2 separate regions of the Triticum aestivum genome follow, and region 1 is linked to region 2. The links are chromatin contacts, called in public Hi-C maps. All regions are on one chromosome and are shown on one strand. The core of a region is the stretch at or near the end of the contact, and the rest is flanking DNA. Distances in the headings are between cores, read along the strand shown.

Region 1 (6,869 bases), core at 540-3,039, 960 kb before region 2:
AACATAGTGAAGTTTTACAAGGAACAATGAATTAGTGAGATTTTATTGCTCCCGTCATCCCAAAATAAGTGACTCAACTTTAGTACAATTTTGTACTAAAGTTAGTACAAAGTTAAGACACCTAGTTTGGAAGTGAGGGAGTACATTTTAAGAAGAAGAAAATAAATGTAATTTTTTAAAAACTTGTACACAACTTTGCACTGAAATTGCAGTTTTTGAACTATGCAGGGAATAATCATATAATCATGCATTTTTCACAAATATTGTATATTATTTGTGTTATATATTTATACTCACCCAACATCTCATAAATACCCACAAAATAGAAAATAAAACTGACTAATAAAGAAAAATAGAAAATAAAAGCGAAACACATAAAACAAAAAAAAACAGACTAAAACAATGGTATAAAGGGAAGGGTGGGTCACACATGCAATGGGCTGAGGGATTGACTGATCCAAAACAGTGGCCAGACAAATTATTCACAGCCCAAAACAAGACAGACCACACAAAGAAGGAAAAAAAACAGCACAAGTCACAGAGGAAAAATGGAAGGCCAAGAAATTGACTGACCCAAATTTAAAATTCGGCTGATTGACATATATCTAAAGTGTAAAAAATTCGTGTGTTATTTTGGTGGAAGTGGAGCCACTGATGAATGCTATAAGCAAGATTCGTTACAACGGGACACACAGTATCTGAGCTTGAGCTCAAATGAGTTTAGATGAAGTAAAATAAAAAATGTAAAATTCGAAATATTCTGAATTGTTTTTTGGTAAACTTTGACACATGTTCTAAGTGCTTGCAAATTTTTGCCATGAGATCAGCTCCGGAAATGCTACTTTCGAAAGTATTTTGGAGCACTGATTTTTTTTTGCCACGCCTTCCACGAGTGTGATCTCATGATGAAAATGTGCAAACCTTAGAACATTTGTCAAAGTTTTCCATAAAATAATTTTAGAATTTTTTGAATTTGTTTTCACTTTACTGCTCATCTGAGTTCATTTGAGCTCGACCTCGGAAGGGTACTTTCGATTACAACGCCCGTTAGTTGGTATCCTTCTCTGCTACCAAGTTACTGACTCGTTTGAGTAATGTATCATGATATTATCTTTTGCCAACACCCCTGGTTCAGGAGTCAGCACTTCAGGCATCACGATTCAACTGCGGTTACAGCGTTGTGCCATTGTTCATCACGCAGATGATGAGACGGGCATATCTCCCGTGACATTGATAATATAGTACTCCCTTTGTAAAGAAATATAAGGACGTTTAGATCACTACTTTAAGTAAGGCAAACAAAATTAAGTTTCAGAAATTGCACTACTATCTATCCAGTTTCACACCTGGCTGCATGCACTTTAGCATGAGTAGCACCACTTGGCCAACTGCCTTTGCATGTCTTCTCTGAAAACTGGAATCACGTGATACGTTCTGAAAGTAGCAAAGCCAGTTAATCGTGGATTCACGGCCTGGACGCTCCATCGATCTCGAGAGGTCTCCCTGGTACGCGGTTGTCAGCCAAAATTTTCAACTATGTGCTCTGTACTGATATGCCTTTGTGCACACTTGGTACTGATAGTTCTTCAGACCCGAGGAAAAAAAAAGTCCAAAGTTGTTCACCTCTTCGAAGACACGAAGACTGGTGCACAAATCAAGTCTTAACCAACACGCGATTTGTCTGTTCCGGAAGCTTCTCCAACCCGAAACAATGGTCGATATCGCAGTAGTCCAGTGGCCAAGGCCGATACGCGCAGAGCTGGACACCGACGGGCTCGCTCAATCTTCTTCCGAAATATTAGTCGCGTCCTTGTCGCTTGGTGACGAGTGGTGTGATGGATAGGTTTGTCATGCCTGGTTGGCATCTCTCGCGCCCACGTGGTTGCGAAGACCAGAGGAGAGCACCGCACGGACAATCATATCTCGGTCAATGCCGTCTCCGCTCTTCAACCTCTTTTGCCTTGCATCCATCATCCTACTACCAAAATCTTCTCCTCCTCCAACTCCTAGCGTGGATATCTGCTTTTCCCCATTCACATATATTCTGATGGGAGTAACTGAGAAGCAACGTGAGTTTACGTAGCATGGCATGCAATTATGTGGGGATTAGTATTAGTAGAGTCGGTCGAAACATTGGCATCGCCTCATGCAAGTTCGTAGTATTGGTCAAGTCCAAGATGCTCCTTCTCTTGCTTTCGAGGAGGATAAAGTGGCACATTGAAAAGGCACTCCGGAGTGTCCGGTATGGATATGCCTTTCCGTTCCGGAAAGAAGAGAAGAGCTTTTCTGTTGGTCCGGAACAGAACTGAAAGAGATATCCCCTACTTTTGCATCTCCTTGCACAAGAGCGGAAAAGGAAAGAAGAGGAGATTGTTCATCATATATCATAATTTAGATTGAGCAACAAGGTTGCAAAACAGTGTTAGCAAAGTTCCCCGATTAGGTGCACCCACTAATCATTTTTCAACGTGAGTGATGGGCATGAGAGAGAGAGAGAGAGAGAGAGAGAGAGAGAGAGAGAGAGAGAGAGAGAGGTTGTTGAGTAGACACGGTGGTTTCTTTCTTTCCTGGGCGGTCTACGCGGGTTCAATCGTCTGCGTCAAAAAGGCGCCGGTCCAAGAAATCAGCCGTGGAAGACGTGCGGGGGCCGGCCGGCCGTACCGCGGGCGCCGGCATCGCCCGGATTCACACGGCGTATCACTCGACGCTCCATCACATCACCATCCGATAGGCTACTCTAATGCTACTAATCTAGCTACACCATGTTATTCTCTTCTTCTCTACATGGACATCGCTCGAGTTTCGCAGCACCTGATGAGAGCAAGAAGACTTTCCTTTTGTCGTTTTACAGCAAGTCAATGAGGGCAGATTAAATAGATCTCACGGATAATAACGTACTTTAATCAGCCGAGTTACGTGCTTTCTATCATCTACTACCAGCTAAGCTAGCCCGTAGACGCTTAGCCCGTCGTCTCTCTCTTCATTTCTTATCTCCACGACGGAAAGGGACAGGTGTCTTGTCCATGCTAATCCCTAAAGATAAAATTAGGCTGGTCATAGTGGGGAGTAACTTAGACTAGTGTAATGCATATGACACTAGCCTAAGTTAGTATCTTTATAATGCAAAGTAATATAATAGTAGTATCTTAGATGACTTCGTTTATTATCTTACAGACTCATCTTGTCTTAGAAATCGCTATATTACAGTAACATATTATGTTATCACCTTTCATTAATTACTTGCCACATAAGTAAAAATTTATTGAAATGTGCTATGTTACTAGCTAAGTTACTCCCACTATGACTAGCCTTAGTCTAATCGGGGTTAACTAGGCTGTTAATCACTGGGGACACGTACGTACGTGCTGGGCGGCGACCCGAGGGAGGGGAGGAAGTCCCGTTCAGGTGACTGCATGAAGACCAGATCCACCAATCAGGGGGTGGCGTCTCCAGGGGGCGACGACGCTTCCATTTTTCTTTTCTAGCCGTACGGCGTGGGCAACCACACCCGCGCTCTGGAATTCAGAATTACACCTAACATTTTAGAAAACCCTTCAACTAATAATAGTATACAACAGTTCCAATTTCCGGAGAGAACTAGTATAACCTTTGAAAAGAATGTATTCACGTTTGTCTGGAGTTTTTCTTCTACAAGCTTGATAGCTCCATATATACACAGCGTTGATATTTTATTTTTTGCTTAGACTTCTTCGATGCAGGAAACGTGATATGTATTTGGGAGAAGACTGGCGCGAGACTGTACGATTGATCGTGGACAGACGTGATAGCACACTCCTCTCGTGCAAGTCGTCGGAGGAAATAGTAGTAGAAATGTAGTGCTACTACTACGTGGGTCGAAGATCACGCGACCCGCGAGTAGCGCTAATCCAGCTCTACGCGTGTCCTCGAATAGCTTTGTTAATCACCGCTAGTTAACAAATCATCTGGGTCGCTGCCACACGTGGTTGCGGTGACATCGGTGGAAATACTTATGTCAACGGGCGACCGGTTGCTTCCACTGACTTTTGTGTCCTCCATGGCATCACTACGCCAGCTACGTATTCTAGGTTCAGTTCATAATTTTTTTTTTGGGAATACAGTTCACAAATATTAACACCGAAACCGGGTAGCAATTTTTCTCTAAATATTAAAAAAAATCTGACATTGGATTTTTAGGATTTTCAAGCGAAGACTTCAGATTTGCTATGTGAATACAGATAAATTTGTCATGCTGTTGTATAAGGATTTGCCATGTTTTAAAGTGAAAATTGTCATGTATGGTGTAAATAATTGTCAGAAAAATCGTCACGCTGCAGCGAATAAGTGCCATGTATTCGACGGGAACCCGACGTAGCTCAGGGCGTCATATTTTTTACGCTAATAATCTGACGTCAGATGTATATTGAAATCCTTTTTTTTCGGTTTTGGCTAGAATTTATTTTGGACAAATAGGTGTTTCGTTTCTTAACAAAATGATACAACTGTTTTATAGGGTCTAGATCGCTCAAAGTAAACAAAAGGAGCACAAGGGTTTTAGGTTTTCTAATGCCAAAATTAATATCTATAAGATCAGCGGAGAGGCCTCCCTTCCAAACCCGCCTCCATTCCAACCTCATGCGCTGCTATTGCCTATTGGGGCCAAAGACCTCACAATGGTTGTTGTCTAATGACGAGGATGGCAACATGAGACGCATGTCGCAGCTGAATAATGTTGCGCGACCTTCCACCTCTTGGTGGATGGCAGCAGTGAGGCGCTTATTGTTCGTCCACCATGGCGGTCGACCGACAACATTGATGAAACGGAACTTCGGATCAGTCTGAGATTGCACTCACAACATCGATTCCCACCCTTTGGCAAGTGCAAGGCGCTCACGAATGTTGCAATCACATTCTTACTAGTGTGGTGTGGTCGGTAGACTAGTAGTGGCATGTCTTAACTTACGAGGTGGCTTACCGGCTCGAAGACTTTTGTGGCACAGGCTTGTGACAAATGGGCGTGTCACTTTGTCAAAGCCAAAATAAAAAGAGTGCACATTTTGTCAAATTTCTCTCACAAACTATTATATAGATGTACGAGTTCATATCGAAATAGTGTTAGTCTGCTGCATAGTTGCCATTTGCTCATTTCCAAAGCCATCAAACATTTAATTATATCCCAGTTAAATATAATTTTGGTGGATAGTTGAGGGTGGTCATAGTGGGGAGTATCAATACTACATTCATAGTGCATAGTAGTATAATAGATTACTATCATAGGTGATCTCATTTATTGACATGTATGACACATAGTAACATAACATTTATTACGATACGGTATCTACTACCTATGTTACTATCTCTGTCCTGGTTTATAAAGTCTCCTTTGTATTTTGTGCTAAATTTTGACTAAAGATTTAACTAGCGAAATATTAATGCATGTCACAAAAAAAAATATTGTTGCATTTGTATTTGAACATGATTTTCAATTATATTATTTCTTATGATATGCATTAATATTTTTTAGTTAAATTTAAGGTTAAAATTTGGTACAGAATATGAAGAGGACTAATAAACCAAGACGGAGGTAGTACTATATAACTCTCTGACTTCTTTAATTGTTTGACATATAAGCATGTTTGCGAGTCCCTACCGATTATATTATCCCCACTATGGCCAGCCTGAAAGGTACGTTGTACCCTTTCAGCCCACCTGCGGTCAAACATGCATGTGTCTTGTTATGACAGAAAATATTTCAATGAGACACGATGTTTCTATATATGGTGACTTCGTCAATCTAAAAATTCCACGACTCCAGTTTTCAATAGACGTTGTGTGAATATGTGCATGCGATGACAATGTTTTAGAAAGAAGAAGGGTCGCTCAACTCTGGGCTGCTACTAAATTGTCCGGCCGAGACGATCCAAAATGAACCGAAGTAATTCTCCATCGTTACGTGGGTTGATTTTGATCGCCAGTTTAGACTAGTTTTATTGTGCAAGTTGTGATGTTTGAGGTCGCGCTAGTACTGTGAGCAGGGTGGAAAATCTCCCCATGTGTTGCGGAAGCTGGGCGATCCTTAAATGACACCGCTCTGGAAGACGCCTAGAAATCTCAGGTAATCAGATCCCGAGTTGACGCTGTTCACACAGAACCGGAGTTTCCTTATTCGGTGCATGCATGCATGCACGCTCGTCTCATCTCTCATGCAAGTGGAGGGTGGGTACTTTGACATTTTCACCTACGTGCTTGAAATGTGGCCGTACCCCGCAAATAAAAATGTGGCCGTACACAGACAGAACTTACATGAGTAGCGTGATCCGACGGGACCGGGTAACCAGGATCGGTTGCCCATCTTGGCGGCAGTTGACTTCATGCCCTCCATGATTTACTGCATGTACGTGGTACTACCGGTCAGTTGCCCATCTCCGTGGAGTACTCTTCGGCGCAGGAGCAGGACCGGTTAGCTAGATATATACGACTGGTCAATCTCGAATCAAGCCGATCACGTTGCCACTGCTGGATTCCCCACGGGCAAGTCGGCAACGACGACTGGTGTTCAAAGTTGCACAGCACGGCGTGATTGCATGCGCACTCCGTCACTCGGTGCGTATACCTATACTCCCGTATCGGTTGGGTCAAGGAAAAAACGGAGCGGCATCTCTCTGCCCAGTTGACCACTTTCTCATATCAGAATCAACTATCGTTTACTACATCGCAAAACGATCTTATATTGTGAAATGGAGGGAGTTTCTACTATCCGGTGATTCCAGTCTCCACGTCTAGAGCTGCACACTTGCCCAGTGGAAGCCATGCAGCCACAACTCGTCCATGCCTACCCGCTCGCTTGACTGCCTATCAGTATTTGGTGTCCAGCCTCGACGTCTAGAACT
Region 2 (7,157 bases), core at 3,570-6,069:
TCTAGGTTACTACCTCCATAGTGCAAAGTAACATAGTAGTAGTATCATACATGGCTTCATTATTAGCTTGTAGACTCATCTCCTCTTGGGAAGCGTTATGTTACAGTAACATAGTCCCTCCGTCCGGTGAAAAGTGTACATCTAGAATTTTAGGACAAATTATGGAGTGGAGTAAAAAATGCATTAGAAAAATGCAAGCCACCATATCTCTCCTCTTTAATTACCCAGCCCCCAATGAGCTAAGTGCATGTAAATATTAAGAAGACTATGTATAGAATGCTATTGGTCTTGATTACCGTGTGATAAGAGAAAATACTTTAAAGTGCATTGAGAAGATAAAAAATACACTCTTTTGTGGACAAATTTTAAACCCAAACGTACATTCTTCATCCGACGGAGGGAGTATTAAGTCACTCTAAACACATCTCTCATCATTAAAGACATAGCGCATGTATTTAATGATGAGAGATGTGTTTAAAATAACATAATATGTTACTGTAACATAGCACTTTCCAAAAGAAGATGGGTATACAAGCTAATAAATGAAGCCATGTATGATACTAATACTATGTTACTTTGGACTATGAAGGTAGTAACCTAGACTAGTGTCATATGCATGACACTTGTATAAGTTACTCCCCATTATGACCAGCCTTAGGCTGGCCATAGTGGGGGTAACATAAGTAGTATCATGTACTTGGGACTCGCAAACATGCTTATGTGGCAGACAATTAAAGAAGAGAGATGGTTATAATAACATAGGTAGATATCATAACATAATAAATGTGGTGCTACTATGTGTCATGCATGGTAATAAATGAGACCACATATGATACTAATCTATGATACGATGCACTATAGAGGTAGTAACAAAGACTAGTAACATATGCATGTTACTAGTCTAAGTTACTCCCCACTATGGCCAGCCTTAGGCTGGTCATAGTGGGAGTAAGACTAGCCACAATGGGTAGTAACATAGACCAGTAACATGCCCATGTTACTAGTCTATGTTACTACCTCTATAGTGGGGAGTAACATATGTGTGATAACATGGAGCACTTCATTTATTAGACTATAGACACATCTTGTCTTGATATGTGTGATGTTACTCATACTAGTAGTAACTAGCTATGTTACCATTTTCATCTCTTCTTCATTTATTGCATGCCACGTCATCTATTTAATCTAGATATGTGTGATGTTACTATCTATGTTACTCCCATTGTGGGTAGACTAACTTAAATAGTAACATAACAAACCCCAAGATAAATTTGCTTTGGTGGCATGTAATTAATGGAGAGAGAGGTATTTGGAGTAACATAATATGTTACCATCACATAACACTTTCGAAGACAAAATGAGTCTACAAGCTAATAAATAGAACCATCTAGTATGACACTACCTCTATGTTACTCTTCACTATGAAGATAGTAACATAGACTAGTGTCATATGCATGACACTATTCTAAGTTACTCCCCATTATGACTAGCCTTATAATACTCCCATTACGACCAGCCTAATACCAAACAAATGGAGTATGTTGTCGCTAAGTGGAGCCAGGGCCTAAGGCTCATTTTTATGATTAATGTGTGGTTGATATTGATTCTCTTCTAAACGTTCGGGGTGTGGTATTTTGTTGGCTAGGATAATTAGAGTTGTTCCGTAGTAATACCGAACAAATGGAGGAGTATAGTGTTGCTAAGGGGGTGTTTGGTTTCAGGGATTTTTTTTATGTTGGGATTAGAAAAAGTCCCTAGCAAACCAAATAGGGTGGGACTTTTCTGGGACTTTCTACTAAAAGTCCTTAGAAGCACCTCCTTAAGAGTCTTTTTTAAAAAGTCCTAAGGACTAGAAAAAATCCTAGGACTAGAGAACCAAACACCACCTAAGTGGACCTGGTCTAAGGCTCATTTTCGTGTTTAATATGCGACTGATATTAAAAAAATCTAGACTTCGGGATGCGGTATTTTGGTGGGTGGGATAATTACTCCAACTGTTTGTCCATAGTGATTGCAGTTGTGCTTGCACACACAATTTTTATTAAATTTAAGTACGTGACAATTTTATTTACCGTTGCAACCACATTCGTAGTAGACTTGGGAGTACTAGAACGCCCAACGTTACGTTGAAAAATAAGAAGAAATACTACAACATCAACACCTGTTGTTGCATGGAACACGATGGCCATAATGATAAGACAATCTACCCTCCAAGAAAACATTAATAGCCGACGACATGACAATCAGCTAGCGAACCCAATAGGCGGTAGGCCCTGATCAATTTCCACACGGTGGGCGAACACGGAGCACCCCCGCGTGGATGAAATCGAAGTGGTACGGCAACTATTGAGACCATCAATCATGCCCCTACGGCACACAAAGTGCACATGCCAAAAACTGTAGAGAGTAGTATATCAAATCAGAGTATAGGATAGGCAGAGGCAACTTTTGGGGTTGTTTGGGTAGCGAATATTAGGCATTGGTTTATAAAAAACGAGTTTTTACCTGATTTTTAGCAAAACCAGTTTTACTATTTTTTCTGTTACGAATCAGTTTCTATAAGACTACGTTTGGGTTGGAAAGTGTGTTTGTCACATCCTTATTCGACAATGATTCAGACTATTCCTATTCGGCGGTGATCTTCTCATTCTCTGGTCACATTCCGTCGAGGTCCGCAAGTACAATAGACTGGGCTCACCGATCTCGCCGGACGGCCGCGTTCAGGCTCATGTAGAAGCTAGGTATACCGAGGCAAGCGCTGGATCAATTCGATCCGCCTACTGCCGAACGCACAAAATTACGGCCGTGAGCACGCACACAGACGTAGAACCTTGCTGCGCAGAGCAATGGCTGGATAATTCTATCGTCCGGCTGCAAAACGTATTAAACGATGGCGCGTGTACCGGCATGTAGAAGCTAGCTACCAGGGAACCAACTGGATCGATTTGATACGCCGGTTGCGGACGCATGTACGTGACGAATGCGAAGGAGCTGACCTTGGCGGCGACCACCAAGATGGACGACGCCGAAGAAGCGGCGGCCTGTGGCCGGTGGCTAGAGGAGGACGGCCTCGATGTGTGGCACACCGGTGAGAACTCGTCGCGGCTGTCGTCGGTTACCGGCGTCTGTAGATTCTAGGTATACCGTTGATGAACGTGCCCAGGAGGATCGGCCAGTAAGATAGACGAATCACGGGATGGGCTCGAGAGATATAGGAATCGCGTTTATAGAAAAAACGACTAATGGTCGTTTTTCTACAAACCCGAAATTCCAGGTTTATGGGAATCCAATTTTACATATCCGTGGATTACTTGGAAGAGCCAAACATGGTTTTAGTCTGTTAAACCGTTTTTCTGTTTTATATAAAACGGATTCTCTATATTCCAGCTATCCAAACAACTCCTTTAAGGATGCATGAAAGCTTGTTTAAGAATTTCAGCACGTATGCACCGGCACCGAACGCATCTTGGACCGTTCCCACAACACACACACACACGCAGTCTCTCTTCCAAAAGGCGGGATGCCTACATCCTGCCAATCCCCGACTTGGCTTCGACTTCGCCATGTTTTGATACGAAGCAGACAGCGAGGTAGCACTGTTCCGCTCTTATCCGAAAAAGACGCCCGAAAAGGAAGAAAAGGAAGTGAAGCACCGCTCGTCAAGCCCTGTCAGTGGGACCGGGCAGGTCAAGGGCGTTGACGCTGTGTCCACGTGGAGCGGGCCGGGCCCAATCGGGAGCGTGGGTTTCGTGGAACCGGGTCCCTGCGCCCATTGACTCCCCTGCGGCTAACCTTCCTCGAACCTGGAGCGAAACGATTATTCAAAATTAAATCTCATTAAGAAAGAAGATTAGCTAGCCAGGCCATAAAGATCTCGAGAGGCGATTAAGAAAACGGGGGAGATCCGAGTCTGCTGTGCGTGTGGACTCGCGACCCCGTGCCGATCAATCAGGCAGGGCAGCCTCAGGATCGGCACCAGCTCGTTTCTGACCTGACCTGCTCCGTACCGTTTTTCCATTTTGTTGGCGCGAGTAATCTAATGGGAGGAACCTTCTGACCGTGGAAAAACTCCATTCCTCGTGCAGTACGTGCTGACCTCAATATTCTTTCTCAACAGCAAAAAAGAATTGTTCGTTGTTCAACAAACAAAAGAGAGGATGCCCCATATTTGTGCACAACAAAAGAGAAGAGGCCCCATACACATAGTTTTTTTTTGGTGAAATGGCGAGACATCGATCAACGGACGGTGTGATCTGACGCCACGCAGGGTTGGATAGACCTTATTACTACCGCCTGTAGCCAAAATGTTGGTTAAAAAGCTACTCCTAGTAAACATTTCCCATTATTGCGAAAATGTGCGTGTTACTTGTACGAGGCGGCGACGGCGGCCCGCGGTATCAACAACGCGATCTTGAAAATCATTGGACCGACAGGCGAAGTCGCCATTGCAGACCGGAAAAAGGAGACGCAGCGCCCCACGTCGCTTTGTTGCACGGGGCACGTCGCCGTCGCCCCGCCCATAAATTTCCCGATTTCTTAACGAGCCGGGCTTCTGATCCGTGGAGAAAAGTTGCAAGCCGGGGGAGGAAAAGCGCAGACAAGCACGAAAATAACATGGAGCCAAAGCCCAGCCAGCTGCCGTCCGTCTCCGCCTCGCCGGAAAGGGCGATCCGGTCCTCGTGGGCCCCGGATCGGGTCGTCGTCCCTCCCGCCACTCCGGCCGCGCCACGTGGGCCCCCGCACTGACGCAGCGCCTGATGTCAGATCTGGGCCTCCCGGCCAGCTCGCCCTTTTTTATACGCGCCCCGTCCTACCGGGGAGAGACTTCAGACTCCTCCCTCATTCGGTCTCTACGACACGTTTCTTTCTCTCTCCCTCTCCCTCTCCCTCTCCCTCTCCCCTCGGCTAGCAAGGCGTCTCTCTCTTCTCCAGGGAGGCTCTCGATTTGCATGGACAAGGGCCACCTCGGTGGCGGCGGAGGAGGAGGAGGACTGCTCGCCCTGGACGCCTCGCCGCGGCAGCTCGGCTTCCTGAACTTGCTATCACCGGCGCCGTTCCACAGGAGCATGGAGGCGGACGACGGCGGCGGTGGCGGCGGCGGCAGGGGGAGGAGGTCCATCGAGGTTGACTTCTTCTCCGACGAGAAGAAGAACATGAAGAAGAGCCGCGCATCGGCCGGTGCTGACGCGGAGGACCACAAGGATCAGGCCTCCGCCGCCGGACTCGCCATCAAGAAGGAGGACCTCACCATTAACGTACGTCCGCCACCGCTTCTTCACCCATTCTCCTTACTTCTTAAATGGCTAGACTTGCCAGCAGGTACTACTACTTGTTTCTCTCTATATACGGCGATCTAATACTTGCCTTTCGATCCTGCAGCTCCTTACCGGGAACAACACGAGGAGCGACCGGTCCATGGTGGTCGACGACGACGGGGCGTCCCGGGCCGACGAGGACAGGAACGGCAGGAACACCGGCGAGGTACGTAGTTATCCACGATCTGTCCACACAATTACAATCTCGATCTCGTCGATTAGCGTTGTCGACGGCGAACATGGTGGATCTGGCCGGTGATGTTTGACTCGATCGGTATTAACTTACGCGTGTCGCGTCCTGCAGCTGGCGGCGATGCAGGCCGAGCTGAGCCGCATGAACGAGGAGAACCAGCGGCTGCGAGGGATGTTGACCCAGGTCAACAGCAGCTACCATGCGCTGCAGATGCATCTCGTCGCGCTCATGCAGCAAAGGACCCAGATGCCTCCGGTCCAGCCGCAACAACCTCCGACCCACGAGGTACTATTCTTACTTGTAACCTAGCCAGGGATCGCTAGTTTGACTTGGCCAAGAAATTTACTGAATCAGTTCCTCTTTTTCCGTTTTTATTAGGATGGCAAGAACGAGAGTGCCATCGTTCCGAGGCAGTTCCTGGGTCTGGGCCCGTCCGGAGCCAGCGCTGACGTGGCGGAAGAGCCGTCCAACTCGTCCACGGAGGTCGGGAGCCCGCGCCGGTCGTCGTCCAACGGGAACGAGGACCCTGAGCGCGGCGACAACCCCGACGGCCCGTCCACCGCGGGGTGGTTGCCCGGGCGCGGGATGAGCCAGCAGCAGCAGCAGCAGCTGGGAGCGGCGGCCAAGGGCCATGACCAGCAAGCGCAGGAGGCCACCATGAGGAAGGCCCGTGTCTCCGTCCGCGCACGATCCGAAGCCCCGATTGTGAGACTGCTTCTTCTTCTTCTTGATCATTTTCTTGTTTTTGCACTTGCAATCTTGAGTAGTCCTTGTGTATGGATCGTGCTGACCTTACCGTACGTGCATGGCTGCAGATCGCCGATGGATGCCAATGGAGGAAGTACGGTCAGAAGATGGCCAAGGGAAACCCTTGCCCACGCGCCTACTACCGCTGCACCATGGCCACCGGCTGCCCGGTGCGTAAGCAGGTACTCCTAACTAACTGGCCACGACTGGTTCGCTTCTTGGTCAAAGGTGTACGTCCGGAAGTAGCGTATCGGGGACGGGGTGTATGATTGGTCTAACTTTCTTCTTTATGCGTGATGCCATTGACTAACAGGTGCAACGATGCGCCGAGGACCGGACCATCCTCATCACCACGTACGAGGGCACGCACAACCACCCGCTCCCGCCGGCCGCCATGGCCATGGCATCCACTACGTCGGCCGCCGCGTCCATGCTGCTCTCGGGCTCCATGCCCAGCGCCGACGGCGCGGGCCTCATGAGCTCCAACTTCCTCGCGCGCACCGTGCTGCCATGCTCGTCCAGCATGGCCACCATCTCGGCGTCCGCGCCGTTCCCGACGGTGACGCTCGACCTCACCCACGCCCCGCCCGGGGCGCCCAACGCCATGCCGCTGAACGTCGCCCGACCGCATGCACCGGGGCAGTTCCATGTTCCGATGCCCGGCGGTGGGATGGCCCCGGCCTTCGCGATGCCGCCGCACATGCTGTACAACCAGTCCAAGTTCTCTGGCCTGCAGATGTCCTCCGATTCGGTGGACGCCGGGCAGTTCGCGCAGCCTAGGCCGCCGATGGGCCTGCCAGGCCAGCTGTCCGACACCGTCAGCGCAGCGGCGGCCGCGATCACCGCGGACCCAAACTTCACAGTGGCGCTCGCCGCGGCCATCTCGTCGATCATGGCCGGCC

Evidence for each region. A called contact is a pair of places that touch in the nucleus more often than the background predicts.
Region 1: a Hi-C map of leaf shows a contact between it and region 2, with 7 times the contacts expected there. The contact joins the enhancer-like site here to the promoter of LOC123060897 in region 2. A contact is called at or near these places in 4 of 5 Hi-C or Micro-C datasets (leaf and an unstated tissue) and 1 of 1 datasets of contacts at active chromatin or transcription factors (leaf).

The regions. Positions count from the first base shown.
Region 1 is chr3A:185,592,986-185,599,854 of IWGSC CS RefSeq v2.1, reverse strand. No RefSeq gene overlaps it. Among protein-coding and RNA genes, the nearest start is that of LOC123058219, 12 kb to the left of the region's middle. Within about 2 kb of position 1,789, at least 1 of the 8 cell types and tissues checked has an H3K27ac peak or open chromatin away from gene starts, as enhancers often do. A contact at or near this core is called in leaf, where this site is marked.
Region 2 is chr3A:184,632,784-184,639,940 of IWGSC CS RefSeq v2.1, reverse strand. It overlaps LOC123060897 (WRKY transcription factor 6), which reads left to right and starts at 4,819. Exons shown (of 6, transcript XM_044483764.1): 1 at 4,819-5,255; 2 at 5,380-5,481; 3 at 5,620-5,793; 4 at 5,887-6,213; 5 at 6,324-6,437; 6 at 6,569-7,157. The coding sequence starts at 4,950.